Regions from separate parts of the Gossypium hirsutum genome. Here all the other regions are linked to region 1. Evidence: chromatin contacts called from public Hi-C data. All regions are on one chromosome and are shown on one strand. Each heading gives the region's core, a stretch centred on a gene start, on an enhancer-like site or on the middle of the called end of the contact. The rest is flanking DNA. Distances are from core to core; before and after follow the strand shown.

Region 1 (2,710 bases), core at 10-2,509:
CTAAAAATGGTCTAATTCATTTGAGAAAAATGCTCTAATTTTTTTGTTCAAATTCAAGAACAAATCACGAGTAAATCCTTTTTTTAATGCAAAAACGTGACATTCAGAATTCAAAAACTTTGCCAACTTGTTATGTGGGGCCATTTCTATTTTCCCCAAGGCTTCATCTCTATTATTTCTAATAAAAATAACATAAATGTTGTATCTTATCACCAAGGCTCATGAAATTAACTACTTTTGTTATGGAGAACTAGCCTATGGAAGGACTTGTCCGATTAAAGATCCTCCCATACTTTCTCGTTAGCTATTGATAAATCAGCATTGATTCCTAATAGATTTCAGTAACGAATTTTATCAAAAGTCCAATTAAATATTTTTTTTATCATATCTTTGAAAAGTCTTTTATTACCCACTTCAAGTGCAATCGAGTCAGTGCGTAAAAGTTTTTTTTCCATAATTTTAAGTTACGACAACTCCTATAAAACCCTAAAACAGCTCATGCTAAGCTCCTCTTCCAAAAAGACTTCTTCCTCCTCTTACTATAAAAAGATATCCCTCTAATCTCCATTAAAACTCTTCCCCACTTAAGTTATTGTCAACATTGATTTTTCAATGATTTTAGACATTAATTTTTCAATGTAAACTAGGACTCAATTTTGTATCGACATTAAAAAAATAATGAAAATAAAATATAAAAATAACATAAAAATCTAATAAACTTTTGTTCAATTGACAAAAACAGATATTTTAAGTTTTTGAGTATTTAAATTTAATATTCACCATCCACAATTAAAATATGTGGCTATTTAAGTTCCATTATGAATTATTGAATTTTAATTCGGTTAATTAATTTGTAATTTAGATATTTGTGATTTATAATTTATACTACAATAGTATGAGTTTTTTTAATTAAAAACTAAGGTTTTATTCTATAAGCTATTTATATTTTAATAGTTCTACTTGCACTTTAATTATAATGTAGTTATAAACTTGAAAGAAAAAAGGAAATTAGCATATACGTAAATGATTTAAAAACTGGGTTTGTAATATATAAATTGAAATAATTAGAAAAATATGATATAGGAATACAAGAATTATATAAGTCTCGTCTCATCATGAATCTACCCCTCGAGCCTAGCTGGACAGCACCCATGTGATCAAAACCATCCCAAAAGAAAGGCAGACGGAGGGTTATCTTTAGCCATTGGATTAGCGATGACGCGGCCTAGAAGAGACACACGTCAAACCCACGACTTTTTTGTGGTTCGAGGATTACTAGGACAGATGTATTTTTGGATGGTGGTGTTTGGGCTTAGGCGAGTGAAGGACCTGTCAGACACGTGAGTAGGCCACTTTAAAGGTAAGCATTTATTAGGCCCTACCACAAAGCCCACATACATAAAACGACAAAACATCCAAGGCGTGCAATCAAAACTAGAAATGAGAACAGAAAATGCAACATATCTTATCGTTGTTGACTGAGTTAATAATATATATCTAGTGATATTGTTTAAGTTGCTCAATCATCTAAAAGATCTAATTATTTTATAAAAGCAATGTTAAAATATAGAAAATCCTTTAAATTTTATCATTATACTTAGATTTTCTTTACAATTAAAAATCTTCTTGATTCTTTCAATTAGCTCCTTATTTGTGTTAAGAATTTATTTATGTTTATTAGAGTACAATTAAAATTTTAAAATTTATTCAAATTGGTAAAACTATCTTGTTAAATAGGCATAAGCTGGAACTTATATAATATATTTCATTTTCATGAGCATGGATTAAGTGAGCAATTATCATGCCACACATTGTAGTTTATAAAGTTGTTTTTATATAATATTAGGGGTAGGGGATGGGGGTAACATGATTTGAACCCTTGTCAAATGAGTGTTTGATAAGAGTTTTAATCATCACTCCATTCAAATCAAGACTTGTGGTTTATAAAGTTATTTTTTTAATATTTTTAAATTTTAATATATATTTATGATAGGTTAAAATTTACTATTAATCCTTATACTTTACAAAAGTTGTAGATTTAATCATTGTACTCTAATTTGTTCTTTTTTAGTCATTATACCTTTCAAATTTTAAAATTTCAATCACCATCAAATAATAATTGTTAATACATTAAGTTAAGTTATGCTATTGCTGAAATCTGATATAACAAATATATTATTATATGTGTAATCTTGTACCAGCTTGTTATTTCTACATATTACCCACTAAAAATCTAATTAATGGATCAACGACTATCATTTATGTCAATATTAAAATTTCAAAATTCTAAAAGTACATGGACTTAGAATGATACAATTGGAAAATATAAACTAAATCTAGAATTATGTGCAAAGTACAAGATTAACAATTGAAATTAATCAAATAGATTTAACTGCTATTGATTAGGTTAGGACTAAAATTTCAAAATTTGAAAAGTAGGAGGACTAAAATTGACCAATTTAAAAAGTAAAAAGACTAAAATTGATTAAATTAAAGTATAAAGACTAAATCTTTAACTTTTGTAAAGTATAGGGACTTAGTAGCAGAATTTAACCTTAATGATATAATATCATATGATAGGAACATCAAGGCTCGGGTCACATGGCCAGTTCTAAAACTCTTTGCATCATTTAATGCCCCCTCTCACTTCTCATATCCTCTTTATATATAAAACTTGTATTAGTTCCTCAACCCAAAAAACACAAGGCGG
Region 2 (2,700 bases), core at 111-2,610, 180 kb before region 1:
AGTTGCTGGCTAAAAGGAATTCACATTAGTCCTCAACAGGATCTCAAAATGAGAACGAAAAGCAGGGAAAACCATCATCAGGAGGAACCTGAGTTGTAAGAAGCTTATAAAGGAGATGAATTTATAACTATTTGTGCAAGGAGATCAAACAAATTTGTCACTTAAATAAGTTCCCAATTTCCCACTTCAGTACGAGTAAGAGCAGGCAACCTCCTAGGGACTGCAATCTGTTTCCTCTAAGCAACCATATTTCTTAAATACAAAAACAATCCCAAGAGAATTTATGAGGTATAGAAAAAAACAAAATGGCTGCAGACATATTACTTCAAACTCAGTTCCAACCATTGGCCCTTTTACAGACTGGAATACCAGGATTGCCCGAAAGGGTATGCTCAATTTTTCTGTCAAACCTATGTATAAATATGTGTTGGATACAAGTGGTACTTCAGGGGAAGTAAAAAGTAAATAGATTAAATAGCCTTACATTCCATCATCCACGTATACTTTATCCTTTAGTTATCAGATTGATCAGAGTATTACACACAACAATAGGAGAACAGATAATAACCTGAAAGCAACAGCAAGGATGAAGGTGAGACCTGGGATGAGATTAAGCATGGCAGTTGCCAGAGTAGGCGAGCTATAATATATCCCAGCATACCCAGAAATCTGGGCAAAGCAACTGCATACCAAATACCATGTAAAATATGAATTAAAGCCCTGAAATCCATAGTTATGTAACTGAAAACCCACATCATAATTTCAATTAATCTTACATACCCAAGAAGGCCAAGCAAGAAAAACCAACAAAGAATAGAGAAAGTGAGTGGAGGAAGGTGTGATCTGCAGGGAAAACGGAAAATCAAAGGAGAAAGTGAAATGGGAATTATGGAGAGAGAGAGAGAGAACGAACGGTACCTGTGGAAGAGAAAAGAAGCAGGGAGGAGAATGAGAGAGGCAAGAGCATTGGAATAGAAAACAAAGACGAAGTTGGGCATCCCATGGGACATTGCTGCTTTGCCCATTATCATGAGTCCAACTTGAGCAACCTCTGCCATTACCATCCCTACAATAGGCAAACCGATCATCTCCTTCCCCATTCTTCAGACCCAATTTCAGTTCTTGCGATCAACTTCTGTGCCACCTCCTTCCTAGGACTGAATTTTAAGTAGTTGGACTTTGGAGCAAATAGGTGGACACTTTCATTTCAATTTTAGTTATTAATATCAATTTTAAAGTCCTTTTATATTTAAAATACATACGCAGCCATAGCTAACAACAAGGAGTTATAGACGACAAGCAACGAGTCCAAGTCGCTGCTGACATAGCTCCTTTCGTCATTGCCTCCTTACCCAATACCTAGATTCTTGTGTAAGTATAAATAATGATTTAAATATTATACTGCAACAGAAAAGATGTAACAAGTTATTGCATGTCGAGTACTCAAACCATAATTAAGGAGTCGAATTTAGCCATATAAAAAATTGAAAATAGTTAAAATCTTTTAAGTAGTTGAAAATTTCATTAGATGAAATATTTTTAGTTTTTGATTTTTCAGTGCGTAGAGACCTTAAGCTTAGTTGGTATTTATAGTGGTGGTTCATGCAAAAAATCACCAACTACATGTGTCACTATTACACAAACAAAAATATGAAAGTAGTGGGCAGCAAAAAATGGGGTTATTCCCACAAACCGAAAGGCAATTCCAACATTTTCCCACTTGGTCTGTAGTGCCCATGAATACTTGAAGTCGAAACATAATGCATGAATCATGACGATATTTTCTCTTGAAATTTGAGTAGTGTCTTCCATGTATCACAATATATCATGTCTCAACGTTTTAGCTTAATTTCTTAATGAATAAACCCAATGTTTATTCCAGATCTAAACTTTAGTAACATTTCTCGAAATAATAAAATTAATGTACACACAAAATATGAGAAATATCAAATTTAATAGAGTTTCTTTATAATCGTTCTTATAACGAAAATTTACAATGTGAGAACAAGTCCCATAGTGACAACATGATCCTTAAATTTGTATAGTGACATGCCTTTAGTCAAAAGATCACCTAACATCTGCTCAGTGTTAATGTGCTCAATAACCACTTTCTTTTATTTAACACGTTCCCTTATGGCTAAATACTTAATGTCGATATGTTTACTTTGACTTCCACTTTTGTTGTTCACAGCCATAAAGACAACAACTGAATTGTCACAATATATCATCAACGGCCCAGAAATCGAATCCACAAGTCTAAACCTAGAAATGAAACTCTTTAACCATACTCTATGTGAGGTAGCCTCAAAACATGAAACGAACCCAATCTCCATAGTGGAAGTAGCAACTAAGGTCTACTTGATACTCCTCCAAGATATAGCTCCGTCGGGAAACATAAATATGTAACCTAATGTTAATATACGTGAATCAACACAGTTGACAAAGTATGAATCGGAGTAGCCAATTACCTTTAAATTGTCTGATCATTTGTACGTAAGCATGTGGCCCTTTGTCCCTTTAAAATATCTCAAAACTTTTTTTGCAGCTCTCCAGTGGTCAATACCTAGATTACTCTGATATCTTACCAACATTCCAACTACAAATGCAATATTAAGTCTTATACAGATTTGAACATACATCAGGCTTCCAACAATAGAAGCATGTGGAATGTTTTTCATTTGCTTCATCTCAAATTCATTT
Region 3 (2,700 bases), core at 49-2,548, 210 kb before region 1:
CTCAATCCTCTCTTTTTTTTCATCCTTTCAAAATAGATATTTATAGCAATAGTGATTTATATGAAATATAATTTTTTATTCATTCACAATCTCAATATGAGATCCATTATAAATATCTTTTAAAACCAATGGATTAACCATCACAAGATATTAATATATTAGCTCTTCTAGAGCTTTCGACTAATTTTGTACTCCCAAATATTGAAATAATATCGGTTTTTGTTTTCTTTTGCATTCACTTTGGGGAATATAATAGATTTACTAGGATGAACTTATAAACGTCCCAAATTTCATAATCACCATCGCAAACACGTGTGGATTTCAAATCAAAATTTATCTATTCATGTTGTCATGATTAGTCTCGAATTATAATAAATATGACATAATAAATAAATCATAATAAAATATATCTGAAGATCTAAGTGGTTAAAGGTTTTAATGATTACCCATAGTGCGCAGGCTTCAATTGAAGACTAAAATTGCAATAGCTCTAGAAGGCAATCGACAAAAACTTGAGCAGTAGATCTGGAATGTCTGTATTATAAAATAAAAGAGAATCGTGCAGATAATGTGTTATAAAATAAAAAGACAGAAAGTAAAGGACAAAGAGGATGGGAGAGCAAAAAGAGAGCGTATTTTATTGATCAATCGAAATTTTTACAATGCTTCTCCAAAATCTATATTTACAGACATAAGAAGTATAAATGAAATAGAACTCTACTTCTAATGACTATTAGAATTTAAAATATATCAAAACTTATCTAGATCTTGATGGACATTCACTTAATAAAATATTTATAACAATATTTAGAATAGAAGTGTTTTTAAAAATAACATATAATAAAATTTTTAAAATTTAATTAAAGATTATTAATTGGTTTAGTGATGAAGAATTTGTTTATAAATTTATTAAAATTATTCTTTAAAATGTTAATTTTAATTTAATTTTATAGAAAAATAAAAAAAACTATCAAAATAATAATAATTTAATAAAAAGATATATTAATTATTTCCTAATTGAAATGATACCAAATTAATTAATCAAGTCCTTCTGATTTGAGATAACTAATGAAATCAATTTCCTTAACATTTTCTCTTATCTAAATAAAAATAAGTTAATGAAACGAAGAAATGATTTCTTTTCTATTACTTCAATCCAAATATAGGATTAATAAATATCAATTAATATTATATTTAAATCCAACTTTTAACACTAACGGGTCAGATCCAACCATCGACTAAGTCACAGCTATGGCTATAAACAACGATTTCCCGCTGGATATTTTGGCCGACTCGCTTAGCTTATCGTAGCAAAACAAGCTGTCGTTTTGCCTGAAACGCTTACTGTAACATCCACAGTGTTGTAAGGCTAGAATTAACCCTCAACTCAAAGCCAAATAACCCAGAAAACAAAAGAACAAAGGAGCAGTGCAAGTATTTCTCTTTCCAACATGGAGGTAATGAGTCCACTCAAACCCCATCCTAACTCTCCCTCCCCCACCAAGAAGTTGCTGCCTTTCGCTCTTTATGCTCTCCTCCCCATAGCTCTTCTTCGCTTCTACTTTCACCCTTTTCATCACCTCCCTCCCAACAATCCCACCATCCTCACCAAAGGTATTTTCAGCAACCAAAAGTACTTGTCAACCTTTTATCCTTAATTACCATGAGTTTTTAGTTATTGGGTGATATTAATGAACCAACTTTTTTTGTTCTTTTATAGAAGAAGAAATAGTTTATGAAACTCCATGTGACTACACCGACGGCAGATGGGTACACGACAAGATGGGGCCTCTGTACAATGGCACAACCTGTGGTACAATCAAGGACGGTCAAAATTGTATCTCTCATGGGAGACCTGACTTGGATTACCTTTATTGGAGATGGCGAGCAAGCCAATGCAAGCTCCCCAGGTTTAATCCCAATACTTTCTTGCATCTCTTAAGTAACAAGCACATAGCTTTTGTCGGAGATTCCATGGCTAGGAACCAACTGGAATCACTTCTTTGTATGCTAGCCACTGCCTCCAATCCTAACCTGGTTTATAGAGGTGGGGAGGATAACAAGTTTCGTACATGGCATTTTGCTTCTCATAACATTACTATATCAGTGTACTGGTCACCATTTCTAGTTAAAGGTGTTGAGAAATCAAAAGCTGGTCCAAATCATAATGAATTATATGTGGACACTGTTGATGAGAAGTGGGGTTCTGATTTGGACCATATAGATATGATTCTACTCTCGATAGGGCATTGGTTTCTTCATCCAGCAGTTTATTATGAGGGTGATTTAGTATTAGGTTGTCATTACTGCCCTGGACTAAATCACACTGAGATTGGATTTTACGATGTGATGAGGAAGGCCTTAAAGACTGCGCTTAAGACAATAATTGAGAGAAAAGGGGCTAATGGTAATAGAATTGATGTGTTCCTCGCCACGTTTTCACCTTCACATTTTGAAGGTGAATGGAATAAGGCTGGTGCTTGTCCAAAGACTAAACCTTTTAAGGAAGGAGAGAAGATGCTTGAAGGGATGGATGCAGATATGAGAGCAATTGAGGTTGAAGAAATAGAAGCTGTCAAGGTAAATGCTGAACAAATTGAAGGATTGAGGATTGAGATGTTGGATGTGACCAAATTATCGTTGATGAGACCGGACCGGATGGTCATCCGGGGCCTTACATGTATCCGTTTCCGTTTGCGA

Evidence for each region. Hi-C and Micro-C count contacts between places; a contact is called where the count stands out from the background.
Region 2: a Hi-C map of leaf shows a contact between it and region 1, with 2.8 times the contacts expected there. The contact joins the promoter of LOC107957330 here to the enhancer-like site in region 1. A contact is called at or near these places in 8 of 34 Hi-C or Micro-C datasets (anther, callus, leaf and 1 more).
Region 3: a Hi-C map of leaf shows a contact between it and region 1, with 1.6 times the contacts expected there. The contact joins two enhancer-like sites. A contact is called at or near these places in 2 of 34 Hi-C or Micro-C datasets (callus and leaf).

What each region holds. Positions count from the first base shown.
Region 1 is chrA05:75,181,667-75,184,376 of Gossypium_hirsutum_v2.1, forward strand. No RefSeq gene overlaps it. Among protein-coding and RNA genes, the nearest start is that of LOC121229763, 24 kb to the left of the region's middle. Within about 2 kb of position 1,260, at least 4 of the 9 cell types and tissues checked have an H3K27ac peak or open chromatin away from gene starts, as enhancers often do. A contact at or near this core is called in leaf, where this site is marked.
Region 2 is chrA05:74,999,506-75,002,205 of Gossypium_hirsutum_v2.1, forward strand. LOC107957330 (WAT1-related protein At3g28050) reads right to left here and starts at 1,361. Exons shown (of 8, transcript XM_016892835.2): 1 at 919-1,361; 2 at 781-843; 3 at 569-682. The coding sequence starts at 1,100.
Region 3 is chrA05:74,967,918-74,970,617 of Gossypium_hirsutum_v2.1, forward strand. It overlaps the pseudogene LOC107960569. Among protein-coding and RNA genes, the nearest start is that of LOC121229551, 4.7 kb to the right of the region's middle. Within about 2 kb of position 1,299, at least 4 of the 9 cell types and tissues checked have an H3K27ac peak or open chromatin away from gene starts, as enhancers often do. A contact at or near this core is called in leaf, where this site is marked.